Regions from separate parts of the Sus scrofa genome. Here all the other regions are linked to region 4. Evidence: chromatin contacts called from public HiChIP or PLAC-seq data. All regions are on one chromosome and are shown on one strand. Each heading gives the region's core, a stretch centred on a gene start, on an enhancer-like site or on the middle of the called end of the contact. The rest is flanking DNA. Distances are from core to core; before and after follow the strand shown. Region 1 overlaps MAML2 (mastermind-like protein 2). Region 2 overlaps MAML2 (mastermind-like protein 2). Region 3 holds the start of MTMR2 (myotubularin-related protein 2). Region 4 holds the start of CCDC82 (coiled-coil domain-containing protein 82).

Evidence for each region. HiChIP or PLAC-seq counts read pairs in DNA pulled down with a chosen protein or histone mark.
Region 1: a contact with region 4 is called in an H3K27ac HiChIP or PLAC-seq map of alveolar macrophages. The contact joins the enhancer-like site here to the promoter of CCDC82 in region 4. A contact is called at or near these places in 3 of 5 promoter capture datasets (fetal liver, fetal skeletal muscle and liver), 7 of 47 Hi-C or Micro-C datasets (alveolar macrophages, embryonic fibroblasts, heart right ventricle and 4 more) and 2 of 2 datasets of contacts at active chromatin or transcription factors (alveolar macrophages and skeletal muscle).
Region 2: an H3K27ac HiChIP or PLAC-seq map of alveolar macrophages shows a contact between it and region 4. The contact joins the enhancer-like site here to the promoter of CCDC82 in region 4. A contact is called at or near these places in 2 of 5 promoter capture datasets (fetal liver and fetal skeletal muscle), 17 of 47 Hi-C or Micro-C datasets (alveolar macrophages, blood, embryonic fibroblasts and 8 more) and 2 of 2 datasets of contacts at active chromatin or transcription factors (alveolar macrophages and skeletal muscle).
Region 3: an H3K27ac HiChIP or PLAC-seq map of alveolar macrophages shows a contact between it and region 4. The contact joins the promoter of MTMR2 here to the promoter of CCDC82 in region 4. A contact is called at or near these places in 3 of 5 promoter capture datasets (fetal liver, fetal skeletal muscle and liver), 9 of 47 Hi-C or Micro-C datasets (alveolar macrophages, brain, embryonic fibroblasts and 4 more) and 2 of 2 datasets of contacts at active chromatin or transcription factors (alveolar macrophages and skeletal muscle).

The regions. Positions count from the first base shown.
Region 1 is chr9:28,045,950-28,050,954 of Sscrofa11.1, forward strand. All of the region lies in intron 2 of MAML2 (mastermind-like protein 2), which reads right to left. Among named protein-coding and RNA genes, the nearest start is that of MTMR2, 74 kb to the left of the region's middle. Within about 2 kb of position 1,917, at least 3 of the 83 cell types and tissues checked have an H3K27ac peak or open chromatin away from gene starts, as enhancers often do. A contact at or near this core is called in alveolar macrophages, where this site is marked.
Region 2 is chr9:28,078,389-28,083,441 of Sscrofa11.1, forward strand. The region is part of intron 2 of MAML2 (mastermind-like protein 2); the gene reads right to left. Among named protein-coding and RNA genes, the nearest start is that of MTMR2, 110 kb to the left of the region's middle. Within about 2 kb of position 1,528, at least 33 of the 83 cell types and tissues checked have an H3K27ac peak or open chromatin away from gene starts, as enhancers often do. A contact at or near this core is called in alveolar macrophages, fetal liver, liver and 3 more, where this site is marked.
Region 3 is chr9:27,971,363-27,976,034 of Sscrofa11.1, forward strand. It overlaps MTMR2 (myotubularin-related protein 2), which reads right to left and starts at 3,086. Exons shown (of 16, transcript XM_003357252.4): 1 at 2,771-3,086.
Region 4 is chr9:28,405,720-28,410,799 of Sscrofa11.1, forward strand. CCDC82 (coiled-coil domain-containing protein 82) reads right to left here and starts at 1,631. Exons shown (of 9, transcript XM_021062697.1): 1 at 1,547-1,631.

The sequences.
Region 1 (5,005 bases), core at 667-3,166, 360 kb before region 4:
CCACTCCTGTGGCACATGGAGATTCTCAGGCTGGGGGTCTAATCAGAGCTGTAGCCATCAGCCTACGCCACAGCCACAGCAACGAGGGATCCGAGCTGCAGCTGCAACCTACACCACAGCTCACAGCAACACCGGATCCTTGCAATTCCTCTTGTACTCAGTAGGGTCAGTACTTTTTAAACCTTACTGTGCATATGAATTACTTTGGGATCTTGTGCCAAGGCTGAATCTTATTCAGTAGGTCTTGGCATGGCGAGGGGTGCTTGAGTACTGAGTTTCTGCATTTCTAACAAGGACCTGGGTGACTCTGATGGTACCGGTGTGTGCCCGGTGACTAAAGCTACATGGATAAACCAACATGAACCGAGGTGGTAGGGTTTATTGTATGCCTGCTTTCAGTTAATATTTGGAGTTCTACAGGTCTTTTTTCTGGCATTAAGCAGAAAAGCCAATGAACTCAGAATTTTAGGTCTCAATGGCAGAGTTTAAAGGAGAAAAATTTTGTCAGAATGAGAGAAAGAGAGGCTGTTGCTCCTTTTCCAATTCAACTGCCTACAAGTCACCAGAATTCTAGACTTTAGTGGAAACAAGCAAAAGCTCTCCTCTATAAAGCCTGTTCTCCATAGGGTGGGAACAACCATGCCTTGTGGATAGAGGGGTACAGGTGATTGACTCTGGTGCTAGGGAATCATTGCTTTACTCTCATCTTCTCATGTGTGTGTGTGTGCGTGCGTGCCAGAGTTATATGCAGACATGGAAGCCTGCCTTAAACTCATCTCCCTACCCTTAGCCTAGATTAGTCACTGCTTCCATTGGCTTTCATAGAATCCTGGGCTCTCAGTGAAGCTACAGAGGAGTCCATGTTTTCCAGATTTCTGTAATTGATGCCTTATTTTCCCAACTAAGGTTGAAGATAATAATCCATCATGAGTCCAATCTCAAGGCCTCATGGCGGGCTGCTTGCCGAATGTCTGCAGCTCTCTGACTCCTGGGCCGGTGGCAGGATGGTGCTTCCCAGCCTCCCTGGGGGTTACTAGGACATGGGTTACTAGGAGTGAGTCGTGAGCTGAAGTGATGTGTGTCACTCTCTGGCTAAGACTTTATTTGCTAACATGAGACCCTTGAGGAGGCCCTCTTTTCTCTCTGGGTTGGCAACTGGCTGTGCTCAGAGTGGTGGCTGTTCCATCATCCTCAGTCCCCATATGGCTACGATGTGCAGATGCCCTGCCCCCATTGTGGACAAGCAGTGAAGGAAATACAACTCACATTTTGTTTATTTTTGGGTTTTTTTTTTTTTTTTTTTGGTTGTTTGTTTGTTTTATGGCCACACCTGTGGCATATGGAAGTTCCTAGGCTAGGGGTTAAATCAGAGCTGCAGCTGCCGGCCTACGCCACAGCCACAGCAACACCAGATCCGAGCTGCATCTGACCTACGCTGCAGCTTGTGGCAATGCTAGATTCTTAACCCACTGAGCGAGGCCATGGATCAAACCTGTATCCTCACAGAGACAATGTCAGGCCTTTTACCAGCTGAGCCACACTGAAACTCCAAAACTTTTGTTTTAGCCAGTAAGACTTTGATATTATATGTTACTGAAGCATAACCTTGTCTATACTAGTTAATGTAGAAAAGGGTCCCAAACCGGAATACAAGGTCCTGCCTGTTCCCAGGCTCAGCATCTCTTTTCTCTTTGAAGCTGGGTGTTAGGCGTGGCCCTGAAGAAAGTCTCTGATTCTGAGCAAAGTCTCTTTGTTGCTAAGGCCAAGTTCACACCTTGAAGTTGGTTCTGGTTAGAGGGCCACTGTCATGTCTGTAACAAAGTTGTGGTCTCAGTAGCCCAGATGCTCTAGGGTGATGGGTACTGTCTTTCTTTCACCATCCCCAGCCTTGTGACTGTGCTTCTAATCATCTGCTCTGGCTCACCCTGTCTGTTTGCCTGGATTTCTATCACTGCTCCTGTTTCTCTATCCCCATGATTCATTCGTGGTCAGGGCACTCTGAAGACACCATGTTGAATTTTGTTGTGCTGATCAAATCACTATATTCCCATCAGCTATCTGTTGCTGTGTTCCATGTGCCACAGTGATCTCCATCACCGGTCCCTATTCCTGAATCTGTCCCCAAACTCCAATGCCTGACCTCTTACAATCAGGGAAATTCTGTCCCAGGTTCCTGCCTTTCTTATTCTGCCCCGAATCACTGCAGTTAAATCGGCCATGTGTATTTGTGTCCAGAGACACAACAGATGGGATCTTGGGGATTAAGGTAGCACACAGAGAGCAGAGGGCTTTTAGAAGGATTAGTCTTTCGCCCGGTGGGGAGGGTAGAGAAGGACACTGGGGAGCTGATTTGAAAAGGGTCACTTGGCCCTAGAAGCATATGTGACAGCCGCTGGATTTAGTTCACTCTCCCTGTCCCTGTCTGTCTGCAGAAAAAAGAGCACCAGACTCAAGAGTCAGAAACACAGGTTTGAGTGCCAGCTGTGCCATTTACTAGTTATGTGACCTCACACAGACGAGTTCACTTCTCTGAGCTTATTTGCTCAGGTGTAAAATGAAGCTAATAACATACCCATAATTCGGCCCAGAATGAGGCTGTCAGGGGTCTCATAAGGATCACGTGACAGAACGTTTGAAGAAGCAATCAGCCCACGATAAAGGAGTTTAATAATGTTGGGCGGCATTAGGACAATGAGGAAGGAAGGGACAGGCAGATAGATTAGTCCATAAGGCATCAAGCAGAACCTTAAAAATAAGTGATGATGGCATCTTTATGTTTGGATGGAACCAGGCAATTGCTGCATTATAAGAAAAGGATGCAAAAGATATTGCATTCAAAGAAGGCAAGGATTTCAGCGGCTCGCTGGGGCTGGGGTGGGTAGAGCTGAACCACCATTCAGTGAGGAAGCAAGCTGAGGATCGTGAAGACCTGGAGAACTGGGCAACACAGGACAAAGCACCTCTGCAGAGTGTGGGTCGAGTAAACCCCCCGGGCAGGACCCTGAGCTAATTTTACTGCTGATGGAAAGCTCTGACTCTCAACTTGGGAAGTTCAACCAAATGGCTTCTTCTCCTGATCTGCAGTTGGGATGGGCAGATGCACAAGATAAGCCACAGATGGCACTGTTGCCATAGGATGGAGTCACTGTTTGCGTGCCTTGTTGCTGTGTAGCTTCGAGGCCTCTTTCCCTTACATGAATTCCTCATGCACCCACTTGCTGAGCCTAGCCTTGTCTCCTTGTCTTTCCAGCACAGTTCCCACACATGTGGAAGCTTCGCCAGCTGCCCAGTAGCCAGACATCAGCCGTTGGCAAGGCTTCCCAGAATGGGGCCTGGACCACCCAGCTAGTGAGCAGACTGATGTGGAATGTGGGATCATGTGCTAGAACGTGGCAGGACCACACTGCTCCATGGGATGTCCCGTCTGTGGGAGCGGGATCTTTGGGGCCATCAGCGAGAGGCAGGCAGACTCCCTGAGTTCTCACAAGAGGCCCTGGAACACAAGGGGTGGTCGTTTATTGCCAGATCTTTCCACCTGGTAGGTTTTTCCTCACAAAACGTTCACACAGCAAACCTTTCAGGCTTAGAGCAAACAGAACACACTAGGCAGAGGGCAGGGGAGCACAGGGAGAAAGTAGGGAAGGAGGGGAAAGTGTCAAGTGATTAAGATGAGAAGCCTCTACCAAGAGGTGGTGAACAAGAGGCGGTTTTGCTGAGTAAGGCTGGAAACATCTTTAAAATGGATAAGTCTCCTGTAGCAAAGTGACAGAATAATTAAACTGCAAACACTCTCTGTTGTCCAAGGTTGGAGAAAATGAAGTTATCGGATGATCATAAAAATGGAAAATCCAGAAAGCAAAGGCAGAGAATAGCTGAAGCAAAGACTAGGGATAAGCTGGTTAAGGGGGATTTCGGCAATGTTTTAGAGAACTGAAACAGTGGGGGGGGGGGGAATCTATTTTTTTAATAGACAAGAGTTCTTATTCAGGAGAAAAGTTTTAGATTGACAGTGAGAGTTGCAATAGTAGAGAAGGTCATTTCTGCCAGGGTCCAGGGCCTTGGAGTTAGATGGGTTCACGGTCCAACTCCATGACTTCCTAATTGTGTCATCTCGCATGAGCTGCTGAGCCTCAGTTTCCCTCTCTATGAACTGGAAATCTTAGTAATGCCAAATCTTGGGGACATCATAAAGCGTAAAACAGAACATGTGTGTGAAAGTCCTTGGTAATCCATAAAATGCAAACAAATGTTAGCTATTATTATCATCACAGAATTTCCCTATTTTTCTTCCACTGTTACACTGTAATTTTTACATCTGCTGGGTGTGTAGTTACATGTACATGTTGCTAAAAGTCACCTACTTGTGGCGTAGTTTGGTGGAGGAAGAGATAAAAGGAATAATTAGGAGACTTCCTCTGGCTTCCAATCATTCCAACCATTTTGTATGGCAGCCATATTATTCACTCAGCTTGGGTCTAAGGATGGTTTTTGGCTCCTCTTAACTCTTTCATTTAGAGAATTTCCTGAATCATTCTCTGAATTATTTAAGTATTCCTGTGACTCTGTGACTCTGAACTTGTTATTCTAGAGGCCCAGGATGCCCTTCCTCTGCCTCTCCCTCTGCTCATGTCCCACTCAGCCCTTAATACTCAGCTCTGATGCCACCTTGGGAAAGCTCTGCCTAAGTCAAATTGGTCACATCCTCTCACTGTTCCCAGAGACTCTGCTCAAGACTCCGTTATAGCCTCTGATAACAACTACCCTAAAAACAAAGAACAAACAAACCCCAGCTAATATCTGTTGGGGCTTCCAATGTTCTGGACATCCTGAGAAGCATTGTACTTCGATAATCTCATTGACTCTTCAACACATTTTCCCAAGGTAATGCTGAGGCTATCCTTAATTTATAGATGGGGATACTGGGGCTCAGAGAGGTTGAGTAACTACCCCCAGTTAGACTAGTAATGAACTTGCTTCCAATTTCAAACGCAGTGCTCAGTCCTAG
Region 2 (5,053 bases), core at 278-2,777, 330 kb before region 4:
TCTTTACTAAACATGGCCTTGACCACCAAAAGCTTCATACAACCATCTTCTATGAAGGCGCTCTTGGCTCCCCATCTCCTACGATGCCTGAAAGCCTGCCAATTAAAATCCGAGTTAACAAGCAACTACCCAGGAGCAATCAGGATAACCAGGGATATAGTGAAGGGCCAAAAAAAAAAAAAGCAAAAATTTACCTGGATCTCTCTGTGTATCAGACTTATTCTTTCTCCAGAGAAGGCATTAGCTACTCTCTGAGCCAACCTAACCAGCTTCCTCTCCCGGTTCTGAAGGCCTTGGCTCACAGTTGGGCAAAAGTGAGAACTGTGACATTTTCTGTCTCCAATGATTCCCTTTAGAAACCAGATTACGAGACAAAATAATGTCTTTGAAGTGACAAGCACTGTGCCTGTCACTCAATAAACCACAGCTATTATTATTCTTTCTATGTTGCCTGCAAAATGTTGAAAATTATCAGAAAGGCGGACACCTCAGTGGCTTTAGCACCTAGTATATCCTTTTTAATCATAATCTCCGTATGTCTGTCAGGAACATTCGTTAGGTACGCACTGGGTGGGCTGCGGGGTAGCAGAGGCAATAAAGAGATCCTTCAGGTCCTTCGGGATGCTTCTGACACACTTAGGAACACAGGCTGGGAAATCTAAAGGTGCCTCACAAACCCTTACCAAGAGCACCTGCCACGTAGCAATTTCCAGCTTTCCTAGTCTCCTCCAGGAAGGGGGCTGACTGGTCTGCAGAGGAAGCTTGCTATTATTAATACTGACTAAGCTGTTTCCACGTAGAGATAAATAAGGGAATCAGAAGTCAATCTCCCCTTGGACACACCCCATCACCTCAGATTTAACTACTCCACTCTGCTTCTCCAGACTTCCCTAAACATGGCCTTGACCGGCAGCCAACCCAGCTCAGTCCTAAACCTTTGGTCAGGAGGAGAAACCATAATGCTGGACTGTGATACTTTTCTGTTCACCAGAGTGGATTTAACTACTCCACTCTGCTTCTCCAGACTTCCCTAAACATGGCCTTGACCAGCAGCCAACCCAGCTCAGTCCCAAACCTTTGGTCAGGAGGAAAACCCATAATGCTGGACCGTGACTCCTTTCTGTTCACCAAGGACTGTCCGCGTCTGGCCTGTCTGGATCTCGGGACCCAGGCCAGTTTCCTACTCTGGGATTTCCTTCGACTCCTAAAAGAACAAAGAAATTCTCCCTGTATTCCACTTCCAGAGAGGCTCAGGTCTCTCTGAAGATTCAGGACCTAGCCTAGATTTTGAAATCTTGAGCTCTTGTGCTTCTTTGACCAGGATGAGTCCCAGAGCCAAAAATAATGCGGGACAAAAGATCTCAGGAAAAGGCCCACGTTGGGTCATGGGCTTGTCTGGCCTGGAAGTCCGGGCTGAGGCTTAGGGGCTGGTCTGTCGGAGACGTGGACATCAAAGGACGGACAAACCCGAACCCCACTCAGTTCATTCAGCAAACATTTACCAAGCAGGTACTGTGCTATACCCCGTGGGCGGCAAGTTGACAAAGACAAGGTGCCTTCCCTTGAGGAATTCAGAGTCATTTATGGTTCATGTAACATCAAACACAGCCATCAGTTTCTCAGAAAAAAACAAAAACAAGAACAAAACCCCACCACATTGATTCTCAAACTCTCGCAGTAGAAATGCTCAGTTTCCTCTAGCCCAGAGTTCTAAAATGTCTGACTCAATGAAGAAAAATGCCATCAACTGCCACCAGAGCCTCCCCAAATGAGAATTCTGTAGCAGAGTGATCCTGATTATCTCAGAAATCCCAGGCAGAAATGGAAGCAATATAAATAAACATAAAAGAAAATAGAGGTGCTGTAACACAACTATAAATTGCTTTTCTCCCCGACTTTCTTCCAATCATCCAGGGCAAAAGAGGGAAGTTGGTCTCTGTGGCAGAGAATAGACCAGCAGCTGTTCTATATCCTGCCAAGAGGAGAGAGACTTCTTATAAATAATAGCCAACAATATGTCCTCTGGGACCAGAGATTCAGCCAGTTGGAGGGGGGGAGGGCGGAGGGGAGAGGGAGGGTTAATGGGATGGGGGGTGACCGACACAGCAGAGGGCGAATTAGGAGAAACCCTATCAAATTTTCCTGTGTACTTATGTTTCTATTACCTCATTAGGGTGATTACATAATGCCACTCCATTTATAAACTGCAAGGGAAGTAAGGGCAGCATCCTCATTAGCAGAGGCTGATGCGAGACATTAACATACCAGGCAGTCATGTGGGCAAACAATGAAGATGTTCGCAGAACATCTTTTCTTTCTCTCTTCATCGCTTTGGTATTTTGTCTGCTCCTTCCCTCCCTTTAGCCATATATGTGGATCTGTGGCTCAGACCTGAAGCCGACCACGTGGGCGCCCTCGTATTGAGAGCGCTTCATGTGAGAGAGGTATGGCATCGCTTTTACTGCTTTATGCTCTATTAGGAGGGAGAAAAAAGAACCATCTTAGAGCCATGTAGGGGTCTCTCCTTGAAAACTCCACAGAGGGCTTCCAGCCAGATGCAGACTGAAGTTCGGAAATGTCTTACTTCCTAGGAGCTTTTTCCACTTTTCCTGGACTCTGACTTGTCCTGATTCGAAGTTATAGCTCTAGATGGGGATATTTTGAGGGGCTGCTGTTTCTGGATATAGTACTAATTTGCATCTCAATTTTAAAAAGAGCTCACTCGGACAGTAAAATTCACTAAGTAATATTTAATAAAAGAGGACACTGAGTCCCTAAAAGGTGAAACAACTGGCTCAGATAATCAGAGGAGGAGCCCAGGCTGGAAGCCAGCATCAACAGGAGTTCCACAGAAAGGGACTGTAATTTACAATTTCTAAGAGAGGTTGGATTGAGTGTCTGCTTTACCATGGACTCATCTAATGAGGGGATGGTGTGGGCCACGAGGGGGTGTTAGGTAGAGACTGATCTTTTCACGGTCCCTTGGAGGAAGAATTAGCTGTTTAGCTTATATTTATGTCTTATATGTGGTTTTAATTTGATATACCACCTTTTATTCTTACATAACACTATTTCATCTCTCTCTCTCTTTTCCTTTTCTCTTATATTATCTCTGGCTTTAATTTCGGGCACTCCCAAATGCATTATTGCAAAGTTATCCTTTTTCTGAAGGTGAGCACTTATTTCACGTTTGTTCTTATGATTGGAAAACTAGGTGAAAAGTCCAGGGGATCTAGCACTGTGCAAGAACAGGAAGGGGTATCTATATTCAGATTAGGAAGAAAATAAATGGAAACATTTGGACTGCAAACAATAAATCAGGGACATTGGGCACTTTACCTGGGGCTTGGGAAATACTATTGACTTAAATTAGCAATCTTTCTCTTCATTAAGGTATACTGTTCCATTTGTTTTCTCTTCACATTGTTTTTGGTTACAGTATCTTAACTATCCAGCAGATGGCATCTGCTTCAAAACGCTCATAAATTCCATTTACATTTCAAGACAAACAGGATACTAATACACTGAAGTCTTAATCGACTTCTACATTTAATACCTAGAAAAGGCTGCTAGAAACATACTTAAGGATACACAATTAATTCCCTCTGGGGAGGTAAGAGTCATTGTTTTTTCTTGCCAAGCCCATGGCAGCATCATGGATACTAGGAAAACCTCAGTCATTTGAAAGGAAACATAATCAGAATTAAACCCAGAAGCTCTCTTTAAAAACCTATTACTTTAGTGACTTTCAGCACCAAACAAGAGCTGAGTATTAAAGGCAAATTCAGAAAAAAACAAAGCTAATCTCAAACCTCCTCTAAGGGAGGTTTTGCTCTTCTAGAAGGAAAAAAAAAAAAAAAAAAAAAAAGCGGTGGTGGTAGAGGGGAGCCAGCCCCTACAAGAAACAAGAAGTGAATGAATACACAAAGCTTTATGGATAGTTACCACACAGAGCCTTCTTTACTGTGTATGAAGAGATGGGTGTGATTGAATGACTTCTAACATTTAATGACACCTTTGCTCCAGTGCTTTGTAAAGCTCACACATGAATACACTGATCCATTTCCAGATGATCCTGGGGGCCCCATCCTTTTGTGTCAAGCACAAAGAAAAAGGAGAGAGAGGGAGAGACAGAGACAAAGAAACAGCCCATGTAACCAAGCTCCGAACATGATTTAAACAACCAACTTAGTAAACATCAATCTTAGGATGTGTTATGTGAAATGGAGTCATACTCCAAAAGAAATGTTGGCTACATTTAAAAGATCACTTGGTCTAAAGAAAATGCCAAGTTGAATTTCCAAGCAGTAAGTCATCTTTCTACAAGAAGCTGACAAGACAAAAGCAACCATGTGAAAGGTGAAAAGATGGTTCCTCTGAAAAAAAGTCGTAGTGTTATAACCCTGCTTTTTTTTTTTAAGGGTCTGGTTCTCTTTTTGCTCTATTACATGTTTGTTAGGGATCAATGTGGCTGTGAAAAGAGCAAGGGATTAGAAATTGGGATACTCCCGTGACCTGCTGTGTTACTTTTGGGAAGAATGTCACCTCCCTGGACCTCAGTTTCCATCTATGTGACAGAAGAGGGTTTGGATCCAATGACCTTTGGGTTTCCTTTTGGCATGCATCTGTTCTGATGCTTATCCCTGTAGCCACAGAGCAGCCTCTTAGCCCCCAAGTGTGAGTGTGAGTCATAAGGAAGGACAGTGGGAGCTTGGAGAGTGGTAGAGCCTGGAGCTAGTTTGCCAAAACTGAGCCATTGGAAAGGCATGCAGTAAGGAAGGATTTTAGAATCCTTTGAGTTTTCCTCCTTTTAGTTCCATGGTTATTTTCTGAGAAACAAAATAGCAGCTCAGGTTTGGAAGCTAAGTCTTAGAAATGAATCCAGTTCGTATTCACTCTTAGCTCAAAAATCAGGTACCCTTTGACCATTTGATTCTTTGTGTAGAGCATCACACACATTTGTGAATCTTTAAGTTTGGAATTTAAAAATGCCGGACACCTCCTCCTGCCTTAGCCACAGTTCATATACACAATGGATTCTTCAGAAATGCAG
Region 3 (4,672 bases), core at 1,836-4,335, 430 kb before region 4:
AAACTCAGCAGAAATGTGTTAGTGTGTGAAAGACAGTCTGTAACACAGGAAACAGTATTACTAATATTCTGCAGGAGATATGAGAACAATTTCACAAGGCAATTTCCTAAATGAAAACGAAAATTTCCCAATTGTATAAAACAAACACATAACCACAATTAAAGGGTGAGATTTCTGCAAAAGGCTGAGACAATACAGTTCAAACACCAATATTTTCCTTTATCATAGGCTAACAACAGTAATAAACTTGATCTGGCTAGCCGCTTAACACAGCTATTATAACCATACTGTCCACCATCCCTGTGTATTAGAATCACCTGTGATTGACTATTACCCCAGATTAAGTTTAAAATTAAGCTTTCTAACAATTGTCTACAACGCAGCTATTCTACAATGTTGATTAAAAAGAGTGTCACAAATAGGTGTAATGATTCAGAAACAAAGATATGAAAGAATTCAGTAAGGTCAATTCCATTCAGTAGCCATTCAATAAATGTTATTTTTCTACCTTCCAAAGAAGAGGAATGAAAGCTGGCATTTTACTCCTCATATTTTCATCCAGAGAGGCTGAAGCTAAGCTAACATACTCTAGTCCAAATTCAAGTTCTTAATTTTCTCAAATTCATATATAATATGTTTCATTAAGAAGTTACGATATTTATAAACTTTAAAGTTGCTGGGTTGTTTTTTTTTTTTTTTTGGAAATAAATGTGCTTAGGTGGCAAATTAGGTACATTAGTTTGTAATAATAACACACATTTATTTAGTGTAATCCCAAAAATCCATAACAGGAGTTCCCGTCGTGGCTCAGCGGAAAGGAACCCAACTAGTATCCATGACAATGTGGGTTCAATCCCCGGCCTCGCTCAGTGGGTCAGGGATCCCGCGTTGCTGTGGCTGTAGGCCAGCAGCTACAACTCAGATTCGACCCCTAGCCTGGGAACTTCCAGGTGCCGCAGGTGTGGCCCTTTTAAAAAAAAAAGCAAAAAAATCCATAACAAAGGTTATTATCATTAAGTATTATCATTAGGATAAAGTATTATTATTAAGATAAAGAATGACAGAATTTTAAAGCTCCAAGGGACCTTACCGGTTTTCTAGATAAACCCCCTTATTTCCAAAGATGAGAAAAATGCAAATCAGAAGGTTAAGACACAGCCCAAATCACTGGCTAAGCCAGGTCTTTAAAAGAGACTGAGCCTGACTTAGCACTTTCTAACAAGACTATGCTGCCTCCTGTGGTTCCAAATCCTCTCACTTGGATGAGATTACTAGTTGCCACATTTGTCTTTACATTCTATCCTGAGCCACAGTTGTCATTTGTAACTTTCCCATAAAATTATAATTTTCCAACCTGTTTCCTGAATGATTTGACAGCTGAGTATAATCCCCAGCTTTCTAGATTTCATAGTAATAAACATAAACCTGAAAAATACTTGAAACAAGTATACACTATACATAATCACACAAAGAAAAATTTTTCTCTCCTGGGTATTCAATCTACAAATTCAAAAATGCATTTAATAAGCATCTCTGACAGACAGGGTCTCTGTTAAATGCTGGTGATATGAAGATAAATAAGATATACTCCTCATCCTCAGTAGTTTATAGCCTAATAGAGAAGACAATTAAACCAGCAATTACACTCTGCTTGTTAAGGACGCTGAAAGATAGCTGGGCAGGTTGCTATTAACCAGTATAGGAAAAGAATCTAATTTAGAATGGTGGGACCAGCTTATGAGTTCCTGAACAGCAACAGGAAAAAAAAGTGGTAGTATCACGCAGGTTTAGCAGAGTCCAAAATGAATTATGAGACACAACAACTTCAACTCACAAGGAAAAAAAAGAAAATTATGTTTTCACACAATGGCTTAGTAACTCTCTAATAACTATTTCTTGAAAATAATTTGATTTCATTGCGGCTATATAACAATTACAAATCTTTTTAATTTCCTAATAAAATTTTAAATCACAATCTGAAAACCCAAAGAAAAAAACTGCATCAGAAACATACATATGTAACATTTACGACAGCTCCCTGCGAAGCTGCATACTAAAATTCTGCTCAAAATTCCAGGGGAAAAAAATCCCATTTAGTACATGAGAAATAACCTGGAGAACCGATGGCCCAAGAAGGGAGAAAACTACCACTCATCAGTTAATCAGGAATAATGACTTTCAGCTGTAAGATTTAGACCAGAAACGCACAGCGGTGGGGCATTTTTACTTACATTTAAAACAAAGTTGGGGGGATGGAGATTGGAGTGTAAGGAAAACTGTAAAAAAAATAAAATAAAATAAGAGAAGGGAAAGTGAGGAAAAGGTGAGAAAGAACCCAAAAACCAAACGACGGATGAAAGAAAAACTAAAGGCTGGTTCTGGAAAGAGTGGTCAAGAGACGAAAAAAAAAAAAAAAAAGGCAGGGAGGAAATGAGGGAAAAGGGGAGAGAGCTGGGGGAAGGGCTGTTCCAAGAAATGAATTTAGAGGCAATAAGCGATCAGAGAAAGCAAAGGAATGGCTCCTGCAACTGCGAATAAAACGACATGAGAATATGGGGGTGGGACTGATAAAGAAGCAATGAGTTTTAATCTCCTCTTTCCCAGTCTCCAACCCCCAGTGAGGGAGGAAGAAGCGGTTTCCAGTCCTAGGAAAGGAATTCCGGCGCAGCCTTCTTGAACCAGAATCCAGAATTGGGGTACCATCCAGCAGATCCCCGGCCCCTCTCCATCCCCCTCGGACGCTAGGCGGGGCCCTGGGCGTCCCGGTTACCTGGACAGGGAATCCACGCTGGGCGGCCGTGCTACCACCGGCTGGGAGCCAAGACTCTCGCAGCTCGAGCTTTTCTCCATGGCTCGGCGGGGATAGCGGGAGGAAAAAGCTGCAGCGACCTTCTCGGCTACCGGGCAGAAGGAGCGGAGGGTGGAGTGCGTCGGGGAAGGACCGCGGTCAGGCCCGCGCCGGCCCGGGAGGGAGACCGGAAGCGGCCATGTTCCCCCAGCCTGCACCGCGCGCGGGGGCTGCCGGGGAGCCGGCGGACCCCGCGGCGCCCCTCGGTCGACTGCTTTGACGCGGCTCGCGCACTTGCGCAGTAACGGGGCGGGGGGGAAAGGCAGGTGAAGGAGATGAGCTGCTAATATCACTACCTACTTCGTAAGAGTTGTTACTGGATGGAATGGACTAATATGTATAAACAGTTTGTAGCACCACTTCAAAAACGGTAGCTGTAGGCAGGGAAGCTATAGGCAGGGGGCAGAGAAGTAAGACGTGATTGATGTGAGAGGGTAATGTGAAATATATGACAAGTAGGGGAAAAAGTTAATGCTCATCGTTCTATTTCCATTGCATCCCTGAGCCAGCATTGTAGAGAGGGCACTAGAAAAGAAGCTGAAACTTTAAGCCCTGCTGTGATTTGAATTGAAGTCTGTGTGATCTAGAAGTATCTGAAGGAAAAAATCACTTTGGAATTAATCCATTGTCCACACAGAAAGGTATGGGAAGAGGAAATGGGGAGGGAATTGTTAAATGTACCAAAAAATTAGACACATATACCACTGGGTGCAGTGGTGTCGGATAGAGGGCAAACTTGTAGGGATCTTTCCCTGCCCTCTCAAATTCCCAGGCAGGGCAGGAAGGGAGGGGAGAGTAATAGAACTGTGATAAGAGAACAGGAACTGGGTGAAGGGGAAATGCTTCTGCTGGTAATTTTCTGTTACAGAGGATAAAGGAAGGACATAGAAAGGATACCAAAAAGAATTTTGTTGATTGAGACTGAGTCTCCATCACCTGACGTATATGGTATAAAAATATGCGAAGATTATTTTTGTAAAAATTTAGCCAGTCATTTTATAAACAAAACAGTTCCCTGCTAAGATAAATGGCATTATGTTGATTTAAACTAGATTTAATGTATACTGACAACTAATGTTTTTAAGAAAATCTTGAAGTGTAGGGCCAGTGAAATACGAATTTGCGAGTACATTCCCCTGAAAAACCACCAGCCTGGTTGTGTTCCACATAAACTAGGGTGTTTATTAATATGAATGAACATACATTTAAGCAAAAAGACTTGGCCTTTCTCTTCCAGCTTGGCAGGGACAGGATGGCATTTGTAAAGAGATCTCATTTGTAAAGAGATCTTAATTGTATTTCTTAACCTTAACTGATAGGCAAAGAGAAGAGGTGTTTGAGAATTCTTAACAAGCATAAACATCTACAATGAGTCATAAAAGAATCTGCTTATTGCTTCTCCACCCCTACTTACCCTCCAAAATGCTGGCTCACTGTCACATTATACCTTGACATAGATTTTTCCAAGCTAAATTTGGTAAGGACTTAAATCCTTAAATAGTAGACCCATATTCTTTCTACTACTCAGTTAATTTCTAGCAGCATTGCCTTCACAGAGCGCTTGAAACCATCTGCCTGATAGTATAATAGTTTGTGTATGTGTTTATTTGATGATTAATAAAGAACAATAATGTTAAGTGTAAAGACTTCGAAACCAGACAAATCTGAAATGGAATCCTGATTCTTTCACATACCTGCTCTATGATTTTGATTTCATTGCTTCTCCAAGACTTAGTTTTCTCATTTCTAAAATAGGAATTAAAATACCCATATAATGTTTTTTTTTTTTTTCCTCTACACAGAGTTGGTTGCACAGTAGGTTCG
Region 4 (5,080 bases), core at 381-2,880:
TGATCATTAGAATTCACTCAGAAAATTATCCATGCAAATGGATGCAATTTTTTATATGCTGAGTATACACTCAATATATTGAAATGAGAGTTTAATCAAGCTTCTTTAATGATAACTTACCTTTAGGCAAAGAGAAAAACAGACACTCCAAACAGAAAGCATTAAATAAGTGAATGAAGATCAATACTATCACACCTTTGTGCTTCGGGGGGTTAAAATCACGTAAACTTTGTCTGCCGAAGGATGTAAAGGTGATAATCCATAGGGCTTGTGTTCTTTCTCTAACACAGTAACTCTACAACTAAAAAGGGTACTTTGGTGCCACCTTAATACACTTTATTCTAGAAGAAATATCAGAAGAACTATCCGTTATTCTATACTTGGAGGTTAATTCATCCCCAAGAAAAGATTAATTCTTGGACTTGCTCTATAAACAATGTAGGTGGTGGTTTACACTTAAAAAATTAAGGGCAGTGGAACCCTCAGCCATTTCTTGAAATTCCACTAGAAGGGATGCATTCTATTTGTAAAACATTTCCCCTCCTTAGTGTTTCCTTTTATATGCCAGTTTGGAGAAGAAACCTTAACAAACCAAGGAAATAGTCACTGAATGGATACTACGTGCCAGCGCACGCTTGGAGCTGTGGCGTTACTAGAAAAAACATCAACAACACGGTCTCTACTCTCAAGGAGCTCACAATCTGATGAAACTACTAGGGACAAGAAAACAAGCCAGCACAACACATGATTTTAAGGCTACATAATATGATTTTTTTAATGTTATCACATTGCCGTGAATAATGTATCATAGTTCTTCCACTGGCTGGAAACCAGGGTAGCACAAGACAGAAATAGGAAAATATGAAGAAACATATAAAGAGAGGAAAGCCAATTACCTCTATTTAGAACCAAGGTTTACTACTCCACAATTTCGCACAGAGAAATATTCAAAATCTGTAATACTGAGGATGGTTCGCTAAATTCAGCAGGGATGAGTGGCCGGGGAAGGAAAAGATCCTCCTGGGAGTTTAACACCAGAGTCTTTTTCACGATTACAAACCTGGTTCCTCGACGGGACACAGACACCTGGCGCAGCACTCCGGCCAGTCCGCCCCTCGCGCTCACGAGGAAGGGGCACTGTAGCTAGGAAACGGGACCCTCAGAGAGAGCTTCGCGATGACGTTCGCGGGACGTCACAAACCCCTAGATCTTAGAGGAGTGAGGCCCCCCGCAGAAAACAAACAAGAATCTGGAAAGGCCAGAAACCCGCGAAATCACCACCCGGGCTCCGCGTATCAGTCCTGCCCACTTCCCCTTCGCGCCAGGAACTGGCACCCCACCCACTGAAGCTCAGCCCGGGCGGCACGCGAATGTAGCGAAGCGCGCAGAGGAGCCGCCCCGCCCATCCTGAGAGAGCCGGCGGGAATTTTCTCTCCCTGCCCGCGGGGAGGCGTGGCTTCCCCTGCCCCTATAATAAACCATTAGCAGCCCAAGCGAGAGCTAGTCCCCGCCCCGAGCTGGCCCCGCGTCGTCCCCGCGCCCTCACCTTTCAATCCTCCTCCGCCTCTGCCTCCGCCCCTGCCTCCGCCCAGGTGTCCTGTTCCGACTAGCGACGCCCCTCCTCCTTCCGGGGACCGGGGGGAAGTCCCGCCTCTGGGAGGGGCTAGAGGCGGGGCCTGGAGGCGGGAGGGGGCGTCTTCCGGGAGCGTGTGCTGGGGGAGGAGCGGTCGCCGCGCGTTAGGCAGGGAGCGGTGCAGGGTCCTGGTTCCTACTGAGGTGGGGAGAGGGGCTTGGCGGGCTGTGTGGGACCGGGGGGACTATGCAGGCCCAGTAAACCCAGCGCGGGGAGGTGGGGCTTGCAGTGGAAGGGGCTGGCGGCTGGGGGAGGAATCAAACGTAGCCGTCCCCCTGGGGAAGGGGGCCAGTCCCGACTCCCTGGCTCTTCCGCTCTCCACCGTAACTTTGGGGTGTGGCAGGGGTTAGTGACGGTCGTTGACCTGGTACCGGGCCTGAAGGAGGCTTGTGGGGCTATAGTCTTTCTTGCGGCCACTGTGGGAATAAAACAAATGTTTGTAATCCGTATTATCCGCGGTGACTTGGGGCCTCTTCTACTGCCCATTTAAAGTTAAAGGCCTGTTCCCTCAAACTTCTCCCCTCTGATCGTCCTCTGCCGTCTGTTTACCAGCCAAGCCCAGAGGGGACGAGGTCTGGGCCACCAGGTTCCTGGTGAGGTTGAAAGAACTAGTGTGTAAGACTGTTTTAAAGTGAGTCTGTGAGAAAAGGCAGGATTTTGTGGATTGCTTCCGTGTAAGTGTGGGCCGAGTACCTGAGTGCCAGAGCTTCACCATGTCAGGGAAGAGGAAGCGTGTGGTGTTGACTATTAAAGATAAGCTTGATATAATAAAGAAACTTGAAGATGGTGGTTCTTCCAAGCAGTTGGCAGTGATTTATGGAATTGGTGAGACAACAGTACGGGATATAAGAAAAAATAAAGAAAAGATTATAACTTATGCAAGCAGTTCTGATTCCACAAGTCTTCTGGCCAAGAGGAAATCTATGAAGCCATCCATGTATGAGGAACTGGACAGAGCAATGCTAGAATGGTTCAACCAGCAAAGAGCAAAAGGGAATCCTGTGTCTGGGCCAATTTGTGCAAAAAGGGCAGAGTTCTTCTTTTATGCTTTGGGAATGGATGGTGATTTTAACCCTTCTGCCGGTTGGTTAACGCGTTTTAAGCAGCGACACAGCATTAGAGAGATTAATATTAGAAATGAAAGATTAAGCGGAGATGAGACTGCTGTGGAAGATTTTTGTAACAACTTTCGAGACTTTATTGAACAAGAGAATTTGCAACCAGAACAAATCTACAATGCAGATGAAACTGGATTGTTTTGGAAATGCCTGCCTTCCAGAACTTCAGTAATCAAAGGTAAATGCACAGTCCCTGGGCACAAGTCAGTTGAAGAAAGAGTCACTGTCATGTGTTGTGCCAATGCAACAGGTTTACACAAACTTAAACTTTGTGTTGTAGGGAAAGCAAAGAAACCTCGCTCTTTCAAGTCAACTGACACTTCAAACCTGCCAGTCTCTTATTTTAGCCAAAAAGGTGCATGGATGGATCTTTCAATTTTCCGACAATGGTTTGATAAGATCTTTGTGCCACAAGTTCGGGAGCACTTAAGATCCAAAGGCTTACAGGAGAAGGCTGTGCTCTTGTTGGATAATTCACCAACACATCCAAATGAAAACGTCCTGAGATCAGATGATGGCCAAATATTTGCAAAATATTTACCACCTAATGTGGCTTCATTGATTCAGCCCTCAGATCAAGGAGTCATAGCTACACTGAAGAGAAACTATCGTGCAGGTCTTCTCCAAAACAACTTGGAAGAAGGCAATGACCTGAAATCATTCTGGAAGAAGCTCACTCTGCTAGATGCACTTTATGAAATAGCAGTGGCGTGGAATTTAGTAAAGCCAGTTACCATTAGCAGAGCATGGAAGAAGATTCTCCCTGCCATAGAGGAGAAAGTAGGCCTGGACTTTGATGAAGAAGATATCTCAGTGGCTGCTGTGGCTACCATTTTACAGCACACCAAAGGATTGGAAAATGTGACTACTGAGAACATTGAAAAATGGCTTGACGTGGACAGTACTGAACCAGGCTATGAAGTCTTAACTGACAGTGAAATCATCAGAAGAGCACAAGGCCAAACAGATGAATCCAGTGAAAATGAGGAGGAGGAAACAGAACTGATTCCAGAGAAACATATTAATCACGCAGCCGCTCTCCAGTGGACTGAAAATTTATTGGATTATCTAGAACAACAAGGTGATATGATTTTGCCAGATAGACTGGTGGTTCGTAAACTTCGAGCCACCATCAGAAATAAACAGAAGATGACAAACTCAAGTCAATAATGGTATAACAACATTACCATTGTTTTGGTAATTGTGTTCGTAACTCTTAACCTCTTTGCAATACGGCTTTTTATTTGTGTTCTGAATCCCCAGACACAGTCCTGTGAAATACAAATACAAAAATGTATCTGAAGTGGTTCGAGAATTATGTGTTTTGCAGCATCTGTCTCTTGTCCCCTTTATTTGTGCAGATAATCAGAAGCTAATTCTCTATAGGTATAAATTCACGTACATATGTATTCACTTTTGTAGATCTACAGTTATCCCTTCCATTACAGTGTCATTCCCTAAAGTTTCAAGCAGAAGTTACAGGTGACAATGAACAGATGGAGCACTTCCTGAAACCTTTTGCTTGATCTGTGAGGGCTGCCATAGTAATCTTTTCTTGTGCTAAGCATCTTAAGTGGTTATCTGTTTTGTACACTGATAGAATGAGAAATATCTATATTGTTAGATTTCAGGATGCTCTGTAATAATTCAAAATGAAGTTCAAAATGAAGAGGAAACTGATCTATGAATTAATAAAATAACTTAGAAATCATACTTTTCTTACAATTGTTTGGGAAGGGGAGATTTTTCTGGAAGTGAAGTAAATATAGGAAGTGATTGCTAAATTAGGAAACTATTGAAAAGCTGATATTTAAGATATTCTGATCTATTTGTAGAAAACGGAGTTGAAAATTTGGGGAACTTTAGGTTATTTATACAAAGGGAATAAATAGACTTATTTTAATTGGGTCTTATATTATTAATTGGATAACAGTATAGGTTTATTATTTATTCATCTAATTATAGTACAGGTTTTATAATGTTATCTGTGGTGACGTGAGCTATATGTGAGGGAATATCTTGTAAGTTTTTTTTTTACTATGTACTTGAAAATGTCTATAATTTGAAAGTTTGTCATAGCTTCTTTGATATGAAAAAAAGTGAGAATAAATAATAAAATTCTTATTTTTAATAAGCCATAAATTATGACCTGTTTCATGAAGAAAGCCGAAATAATCATGGAAGATGCCAGACTTTAAGGAATTTCATCATTTATTGTTTTGACACTTGTAAAAGGGTATTATTCTAGAATTCATTTATCAGAATTTTGATAAATTTGCTTAACAGTATAGGTTTATTCAAGACATTGAAAAGAATTTACCTATATGAA